3 separate regions of the Mus musculus genome follow, and all the other regions are linked to region 3. A link is a contact called in public HiChIP or PLAC-seq data. All regions are on one chromosome and are shown on one strand. Each heading gives the region's core, a stretch centred on a gene start, on an enhancer-like site or on the middle of the called end of the contact. The rest is flanking DNA. Distances are from core to core; before and after follow the strand shown. Region 1 holds the start of Atg4c (autophagy related 4C, cysteine peptidase). Region 2 holds the start of Nfia (nuclear factor I/A). Region 3 overlaps Patj (PATJ, crumbs cell polarity complex component).

Region 1 (2,700 bases), core at 78-2,577, 790 kb after region 3:
GTATGACAAAAAATTAAAATACAGCCATTCTGGTAGCACATGTGTGATGGTAAATCTCGGTGGTCAGTTTGACTACATCTAGAATTAATTCAGACCAAAGCTGCTGGGTACTGTAGTGAGGAGTTTTCTTAATCAGATTATTTGAAGAAGAAAGACCCACTCTAAATTTAGACCACATTTTTTTGGTAGCAGTCCAAATAAAAAAAAGGAAGGAAACTGTTCTACATCCATTTGCCCCACCTTTGCTGGCAAGTTTATTTGTCCAGTTGCTGCCAGTACTAAATCCAATTTCTTTGGAATTGAAATGAAGACAGTGCTCCAGGAATCTTCCAGGATCCAAGTGCCAGAATGGGATTTCTGAGACCTGTAGCCTCATGGACCAATTACCAGAGTCTTGGCCTTTTCAGTGTGAGACAGCCATTGTTGAACTACCTGGACCACATCCTGTAAGCAAGTCTAATATACACTCCTCTTATCAGTTCTGCTTCTTAGAGAACCCTCATACAAGTCCTTATAGAAGTTATGAGAAGGACAGCTTGTGAGATCTGTGCTATCTCCTCTCCAAGTCATCAGAAAGTGTTCTGCATTTCAAAATATGAAACAAACTATCCAAGCAGACAAAGGAGCAGATACCTTGTTATCTATGCTAATAAATGACCCTCTTGTTGTCTTGTTATACCCCTGTCCGGCCCATGTGACTGGTGAATAAATTGCTCTAGTAATTAATTCTAGGCAACTGTTTTCATGAGACTAACATGAAATAACTTTCCCAGCGTCCTAGCACAGATCTCTTATTCCAACACTAGGGGATTGAGAGAAGATAATGAGTTCTGGGTCAGTCTGGCTGTATTGCAAGTCCCTATCTTCAAATAAAACGCCACTCAATTCTAATCGTGAAACAGTTAAAATTCAAAGAACATATTTTGTATTCCAGAAGGCGTTCATTCTCTCGATGTTTAACTGTTTAACTGTCTGGTAGCAGAGATTGTTGATTTTTTTCCCCCTTGTAGTTTCTGCTCTTATTTCTTATGTATTGCTCCAACAGTCTGCGTTACTGAAAACAATATATTAGTAGAATTACATGTTGACATCATTTAGTATATCTCTCCCGATTTTTTTTTTAAAGGCAGGTCCTGTACTGTAATTCTTAACATGAATCTGAATGTGAAAACTGAATGCTCCACCAGGATGTAATCAATACCCCATACCACAGCTTGCCTTGGAGTAGACAGACTGTTAGTCTTTTAATCCAAGTGGGCTTGGTTTTAAGGACCCAGAGCTCTGTGCATGCTGGATCTTGTAGTCCCGAAACCGCAGACGCTCACCGTGCGTGGCGGGTAGTAGCTGAAGTCCAGTAGTTACAGTTACGAGGGACAGCTGTAAATCTAACTTGGGCCTGCCCCTCACAAATGAACTGCTCTAGGCTCTGAGCTTGCAGCCCGGGAGCTTAGGGTCTCCGACAGGGCTTCCTGCAGGACCGCGGCCTGCGGAGGCTTCGGTGTGCTGTGCTACGGTGGCCGCGCGGGGCCGCGGGCCGCACGTCCTGCGGTGCGTACGCGCTGTTCGGAGCGGCTGCTGGAGCCGACGCGCGTCTGGTGTGGGGACTCCTGCGCGGCTGTACAGTTATCCAGTCCCGTGTCGCCGAGGGGTCGGCTCGAGGCTGGCGGAGTGGAGAAGGTTGGAGCTTGGTGTTTGTAGTCTACGAATGGCCGGTTCTGGGGGCGGCCCTGCCCTTGGTGCAGACCCGTGGCCAACCGTCTGGGTTCCTGGAGGGTTTTGGAGCCTCTCTCGATTCTGCTTCCTCCTGAGGGTTATCTTCTGACGACTCCTCCTCGCCCTTTGAACTGTAAGCCTTCCAGTGGCCGGCTGTTCTACCCTTCTTGACCAGGAAAGGTTTTCTCCCTAGCCGCCGTATCCCATTGACTCTTCCTTGTTTCTCTTCATTTAAAACAAAAAGAGTGTATGTGTGGGAAATGTTAGATCTCAATCTGTCCGTCTGTAGCCCCGTTGCCCCTTTCGTTGTTTGAAACCGCAATCTGTAGCATTATATACCCTGGCTGTGCTAATAACGCTGACTTCATAGACCGGCTTTTGCTCATTCTCACATGCCCACCCACATCTGAGGGTTATTGAAGTTGGAAACTCAGACTACAATCTTCCGTGCGATGACCCGACATCACTGGGTCAGCTCAGCATAACTCTGCTTGAGTTTATTTTCTTAGGGTTTTTGTCGTATATTTTTGTTATCTTTATTGATTACTTTTCCACACGAGGTTCATTGCGACCTCGGGGCTAAGACTGTATTATTTTATAGCTTTTTAATCTTTGAATTACTTAGGTGAAGATTTCCTTCTGTTTGTTTACCTTTTCTGACCTTACATTCCCTTGGGAGTTTGGAATTGATTTTGTGTCAGTTGATAGCAGATAGACACAAAGGAGTGATCTTTCCTGCCTGCTGCTTGTGGCTTTTAATTAGATTATGAGTCTTTGGAAGTGCCCAGAGGGATTGGAAAGGTTTTGAAATGTATTTTCGGAGTTTCAAATGATAAAGCTTTTATTTTTCCAACTAGGGAAGAGTTCTAATTAGTCTAGTGTCTGAAGCTAATTAACTGGTTCACCTGCCATAAGAATTTGAGAACTGAAGTTAAAAACTGGGCAATGTGAGGGATTGTCTACATTAGTAAAATGAGTTTAGAGGCC
Region 2 (2,700 bases), core at 46-2,545, 620 kb before region 3:
CCCTCTAGAAGAAAAGAGAGTCTAGAGAGAAAGTGTTGAGTTTTTTTTTTTTTAAGGAAGAAAGAAAGAAAGAAAGAAAGAAAGAGAGAAAGAAAGAGAGAAAGAAAGAAAGAAAAGAAAGAGGGAAGGAAGGAGGGAAGGACAGAAGAAAAAGAAAGCTGGAAGAGCAGGCTTGTTGGCAATGTGCCAAACCCTAAAACCACCCCCCCCCCTTCTGCCAAAACAATACTTTAGCAAACCTAAAATAATTGCAGGAAGCTCTTTTCCATCTTGAGAACTATTACCTGGGGAAGGGAAAAGTTGGGATCCACAAAGACGCACCCTTGAAGAGTGTGTCTGGGGAACAGGGACTCAGATGTTAGTCCTGGGCTCCCATTTGGGGATACAAACATATCTCTTTCCTAAGGGGGCAACCCTTTCACAGTTTTCCTTCTCAGTATACAGAAAAATGTCCCAGCTAAACCACTGTTGTTTCTGACGTGACAGAACTTTTTTGGGCGTTTGTGTTTAAACCCACCAGCTCCTGGGTTCTGGGAGAGAAGAGCGTTCGCTCATGACTCTCCTCCTTGCTTTCTCCAGACACCTCCTCCCCCGCAATCTGGGGAATCTTTGGGGTGATCTTCCTATCCCCCCCACCCCCAGATTCTGACTGCTATAGAGTCGTAGCTGAAAAGTTAGCAGGCTTTTGTGCATATTACCTCTCCCGACGATACTATTCCCATAGAAAGCTTCGCAGGAGAGATTACAATGCTTTTGAGCTTTACCGCATTTCAGAGGAAGGGAGGAAAAGTTACCTAGAAGGTCTGATTTTTTACAAGAAATTTGCATACATGCAAATGTAACGCGCGCCCTTCTCTGGGGTTCCTAGGGAGCCCAACCCGCGGCCCACGGGGGTGCGGGGCGCCCCGACAAAGTTGCCCCAATCCTCTCCCGACGTCCGCGGAGGGCTGCGGCGCGGGTGGGGGGATGGGGAGGAGGAAAAGTAGTTTTGTTTGCTTAAGCACATCCTGTGGCAGCCTATAGCCGCCCGGAGGACACGCTGAAAAAACCGCTCCGCGCCGCGTTCCCGGGGACCGCGCCGAGCGGGGCGGGGGGCGGGGGGCCGCGGGAGGCAGCGAGCGCGGAGCGAGCGGCGGGCGGGCGGGCGGCCCTGCAGGCTGGGGACCGGTGTCAGCGCCGCAGCCGCCCCTCCCCCACCCGGCTCCCCCCCACCCCGCCCCCCCACCCCCACCCCACCCCACCCCCACACCCCCGCGGCGGCGGCGCGAGCGGGCGGCGGCCGTGCGGTGCGGTGCAGAACGCGGCGCAGGCGGGCGCGCGGGCAGCTCGCGGGCACCCGGCCGGCCGGCGCGGGAGCGGGAAAGGGTGCGCTATGCCTTTAACGCCCGCGTACAGTAGACAGTATAGTGGAGTGTAGGGAAACTCTAGGCGGGGTTAAAGTTCAGCGCGTGGAGCGGCAAGAGCGCTGGCTGCTGCAGTTGAGCCGAGTTGGAAATGTGAACGCAAGAAGCAGGCTTGATTTTTTATTCCTCCCCCCCTCCTAGCTCTCTCCTCCTCTCTCTCCCTCTCGCACCCACACTCACGCACACCTCCAGCCCGCACACAGACGTGCACGCACCCCCCGCCGCCCGGCAGTTATGTATTCTCCGCTCTGTCTCACCCAGGTAAGCAGCTGCGGGGGCGCGGGGCGGCCGTGTGCCTCGGCGGGAGCCGTGTCTGCGCGTGTTTCTGTGTGTGCGCGCGCGTGTGCGGGGGGGGGGGCTGCAGCTTTAAGAAAGTAACTTTGTTTCCATGCGGGTGCATTCCTCCTGCTCGGCCATTTGTGTGGGCACATGGCTAATGGCGCCCTCTTATTAATGCGTTAATTAATATCGGGGCGCCGGACTGCGGAGCTCCGCCGGGGCTTGCGGGCGCCCCGCACGTGTGTCCGCGGCTGCAGCCCCTGACACGCTGCAATCTGGACTCTGGCGGCTGCGGCGCGGAGCGCGGTGCCCGCGATTCCTCCGCTCCAGGGAGGGGCGGCTGAGCCCCGCAAGCCCCGCACGCCGGCTGCACCCGGGGCGCCCTGGCTGCCGGGGTCCTCCCGCGCCGCCGCGCCCCCCGCCGACGCCCCGAACTCTTACTTTTGTTTTGTGCCAGCTTTGCGGGCCGGCCCGGGCAGCGCCCCTCGGACGCGGCGGGCGGGCAGTGCTAGCCTTAGTCCGTGGGCTGCGGAGACGCACTCCCCGCGCCGGCCCGGGACCTTGCTGTCCTTGCCTCCTGCCCGCGACCCCCAGGCGAAAGTTTCGGGGTCTGGCGAGCCCACGCCGCGGAGGCCACAGAGCCGCCAAGGCCGCGGGTCGGGCCGGGCTGGGCCGCTGCGGGCGGAGTGGGACTCCGGCTCGAGGGCGAGCGGCGGCCAGGGCCCGAGTCGGCTGCCCCGCCGCCGCCGCCGCCTAGGCAAGCCCCGGGCGGCTCAGCCAGCAGGACCCGGCAACTTTCCCTGCAGCCCCACTCGCGGCGTGGGGCCTGGTGCCCCTCCGCCTGCCCCTCCTGCCCGAGCCTCCCAGCCCATCCCTCCCGGTCGAGTCTGCACCAGCAGCAAGGAAACACTGCTATTTTGCGGCTCCGGATCTGGTCCCGTTTGAATATATTATTTATTTTCTCTGACTAAAAGGCATAAAGTCAGAGTGATTTGCGCTAATTTTTCTCTTTAAGTAC
Region 3 (2,700 bases), core at 122-2,621:
GACGCCCTCTTCTGGAGTGTCTGAAGACAGCTACAGTGTACTTACATATAATAAATAAATAAATCCTTAAAAACATATCAGAGACTTAATGTGTGTGAAAATTGTTCAGATTTGTGGCTTGTTGCTTGTGGTGGAGGGGGACTATCACCAACAGAATGACACACAGAGCAGTTTAACTTCTGCAAAATGAAACAAATTACAGAGAGAGTACTGTTAGGAATTGACTCTTGAGAGTGTTTCCGTGATAAGATATGAATCTTGCCAACTGAAGCACTCTGAGGAACTAACATGATTTTTCTCATGGTATCTTTCAACTTGGATTTCAATATTTTCTCCATATGCAGCTTTAGCATTCTACAATTGCTTTTCTTACATTCTAGGAGTGGGGTGTTTTGACAGTGGGGACATTTAATTTTTTTATGTTCAGTTGGTTTAGGAAAGCTTTCACCAGGCCTTTGTAGGAAACCTAACTTGTGTTCCTGGGAATTTTGGGGTGTCCCGGCAGAGTTGCTACATGTCACCAAGGGAATTGGTGTACTTCCCTCTTGGAGTTCATAGTATTGTTATTGAAAGAATTTGAGGATGGGCTCTGAAGGAAGCTTGAGGACAGTTTTATTAGAGTGTAAAAGAAAAAATCGCAAGGAGAGCCAGCTGTAGACCCAGGCGGCTGCCCAGAGGAGTCAGATGGAGAAGAGAAGAATTCCTACTGTTAGACTGAGTCATGGAGTCCAGCCACACAGTCTTGTGACAAAAAGGGGAGGGGGGGCCTCCAGAGAAAGAGTAAGAACCCTAAAATACAGAAAAGGCATTTTTAGGCTTTGGCCAGCATACAAAGAAAAAAGAAGGGAGGGACAGGAAAAAACTGTGCCTCTGAGTGGTGCTTAGGAGGGCAGACCTAACAGAGCTTCATGGCATTCGGGATAGTTATTCCTCCTATCTCTTCAGGATGGATTAAGGAGGATCAAGCCTTCCTGAGTCTGCTCCCTAAACGAGATGATTGATCTCCCAACTGGAATGTTAAGTCTCCACCCAGGCCAGAGATGCCATTCCCCTGAGCAGAGCAAATAGCTTTCCCTTAATGGGCCCTTAATGCCACTGTAACACTTGTTTGTTTTGCGTGACAGCCTATACAGAGTTCTGGTGGCAGCCTCCACCACTCTTTGGTTTGGATTCTGTTTATTATTTAACGAGTACCTAGTAAATGTTGAGCTTTGAGGACAAAGGGACCAGGATAAATCCTGACCCCTGGCTCTGAAGGGAGTGGACTTTTTTTTTTAAGAACTTCATTAAGACTTTATATGTAATATTATATTAAGCTCATGGATATTTTTCAAGCTTCCTGGTTCAGTGAGCTCTGGAGTTGTGAATCACCCAGGTGTAAAGGTCCAGTTGAAATGCGCACTTCAGTGAGTGCCTGTGCTTTCCCAGCAAGATAGCCAGTGACCTTACTTCCCAAAATCCCAGATAGATGAGCAGATGTTTGTTAGTAGGAAATTGAAGTCTCATGAGCCAACAGAAGTCTGAAAAGTGTTGGCCGTTTTTGGCCTTAATTTTTCTTGGATTTTTTTTTTTGTCCCCCTGAGATAGGGTCTTACTGTGTAGCCCAGGCTGTCCTCAAACTTGAATCCTCCTGTCTTGGCCTCCCGAGTGCTGGGATTACAGGTATGTGGTACCACATCTGACACTTTTACCACTGTTCTATAATTATAAAATTAGTACTTGTTTTTGTGTATTTTTATTGTAGTGGAGAGAATAAAACTTGAGAGTCTCACATGCTATTCTACCACTGAACTAAAATCTTAAGTCCGTATTTTTTTTTAATAAAAATTCAAACAACCCCAAAATCTATAAAGTAAAAGAGACTAATTTTTGTTATTATTTTTCTCTGGTGTTGGGGATTGAATCCAGGCTCTCATGCATACACGCTCTACCACTGAGTTCTAACCTCAGTCCTCAAAGGCTAACTTTTATATTCCTCTTTTCTATTTTCTGGAAGCAATAACTATTGCTTCCTAAATTTTTTTTTCTAGAAAATTCCCCAGTGCACACGTTTCTGTCTTACAGAAGTATGAAAATAACCCAAATATCCCTTAAGTGCTGCGTTTCACAACACTTGTGCATGTTGTACAGTTTTCCTGTTTTATACAAAGGGTAGATTTCCCAGCATGCTCAGTTCTTACATGGATTCAAGATGTCACTCAATTCCAACTGTACCTGTTTCAGGAGTGAGATGCAGATAGCTGTCTGCTGGAGGAGCCCTAGCCAGCAGGTAAATGTCACTTCCCCTCACTTGACGGAACACTGCCAACATGCTTGAAGTGTCGATATAGGAAACCACTCCTGAGTGCATTTTTACAGCCTCTTACTGAAATTCTTATTGTCCATCGAAGTAAAATTCAGTCTCAGAACACGCTTATTTTGAATAGCAAGTGGTTTGTTGGTAAGCAAATGGTTTTGATGCCAGGAATATGTTCCCTTGAGCAGGAGAGAATAATGAAATGCAAAGAATATTTGCTGGCCATTAGAGATGTCATGTAGAACCACAAATCTCTCAGATTTAGAGAAGATTTATCCTCTAGTTCATTGTAGTCAGGATCATATAGCCTGCCCTGTTGAATTAGGTTTTTAATCACATGGTAACCAAACATGACCTGCAGGTGCATAGTTATGGCTTTTAAGAAGATATGATGGAGCTAGGCA

The links. HiChIP or PLAC-seq counts read pairs in DNA pulled down with a chosen protein or histone mark.
Region 1: a contact with region 3 is called in an HNF4G HiChIP or PLAC-seq map of pancreatic cancer cells. The contact joins the promoter of Atg4c here to the enhancer-like site in region 3. A contact is called at or near these places in 6 of 39 promoter capture datasets (the 3T3-L1 cell line, 3T3-L1-derived adipocytes, embryonic stem cells and 3 more), 1 of 484 Hi-C or Micro-C datasets (embryonic stem cells), 1 of 115 datasets of contacts at active chromatin or transcription factors (pancreatic cancer cells) and 1 of 9 other capture datasets (pancreatic islet).
Region 2: an H3K27ac HiChIP or PLAC-seq map of trophoblast stem cells shows a contact between it and region 3, with 13 times the contacts expected there. The contact joins the promoter of Nfia here to the enhancer-like site in region 3. A contact is called at or near these places in 13 of 39 promoter capture datasets (the 3T3-L1 cell line, 3T3-L1-derived adipocytes, the HPC-7 cell line and 9 more), 5 of 484 Hi-C or Micro-C datasets (CD8 T cells, embryonic stem cells, forebrain and 2 more), 19 of 115 datasets of contacts at active chromatin or transcription factors (bone marrow-derived macrophages, cardiomyocytes, craniofacial prominence and 13 more) and 2 of 9 other capture datasets (liver and pancreatic islet).

Annotation. Positions count from the first base shown.
Region 1 is chr4:99,192,607-99,195,306 of GRCm38.p6, forward strand. It overlaps Atg4c (autophagy related 4C, cysteine peptidase), which reads left to right and starts at 1,328. Exons shown (of 11, transcript NM_175029.3): 1 at 1,328-1,846.
Region 2 is chr4:97,776,331-97,779,030 of GRCm38.p6, forward strand. Nfia (nuclear factor I/A) reads left to right here and starts at 1,296. Exons shown (of 11, transcript NM_010905.3): 1 at 1,296-1,664. The coding sequence starts at 1,638. Gm38709 (a long non-coding RNA gene) reads right to left here and starts at 1,093. Exons shown (of 5, transcript XR_003955232.1): 1 at 699-1,093.
Region 3 is chr4:98,400,395-98,403,094 of GRCm38.p6, forward strand. The region is part of intron 1 of Patj (PATJ, crumbs cell polarity complex component); the gene reads left to right. Among named protein-coding and RNA genes, the nearest start is that of Patj, 5.9 kb to the left of the region's middle. Within about 2 kb of position 1,372, at least 81 of the 459 cell types and tissues checked have an H3K27ac peak or open chromatin away from gene starts, as enhancers often do. A contact at or near this core is called in epiblast stem cells, extraembryonic endoderm stem cells, olfactory sensory neurons and 3 more, where this site is marked.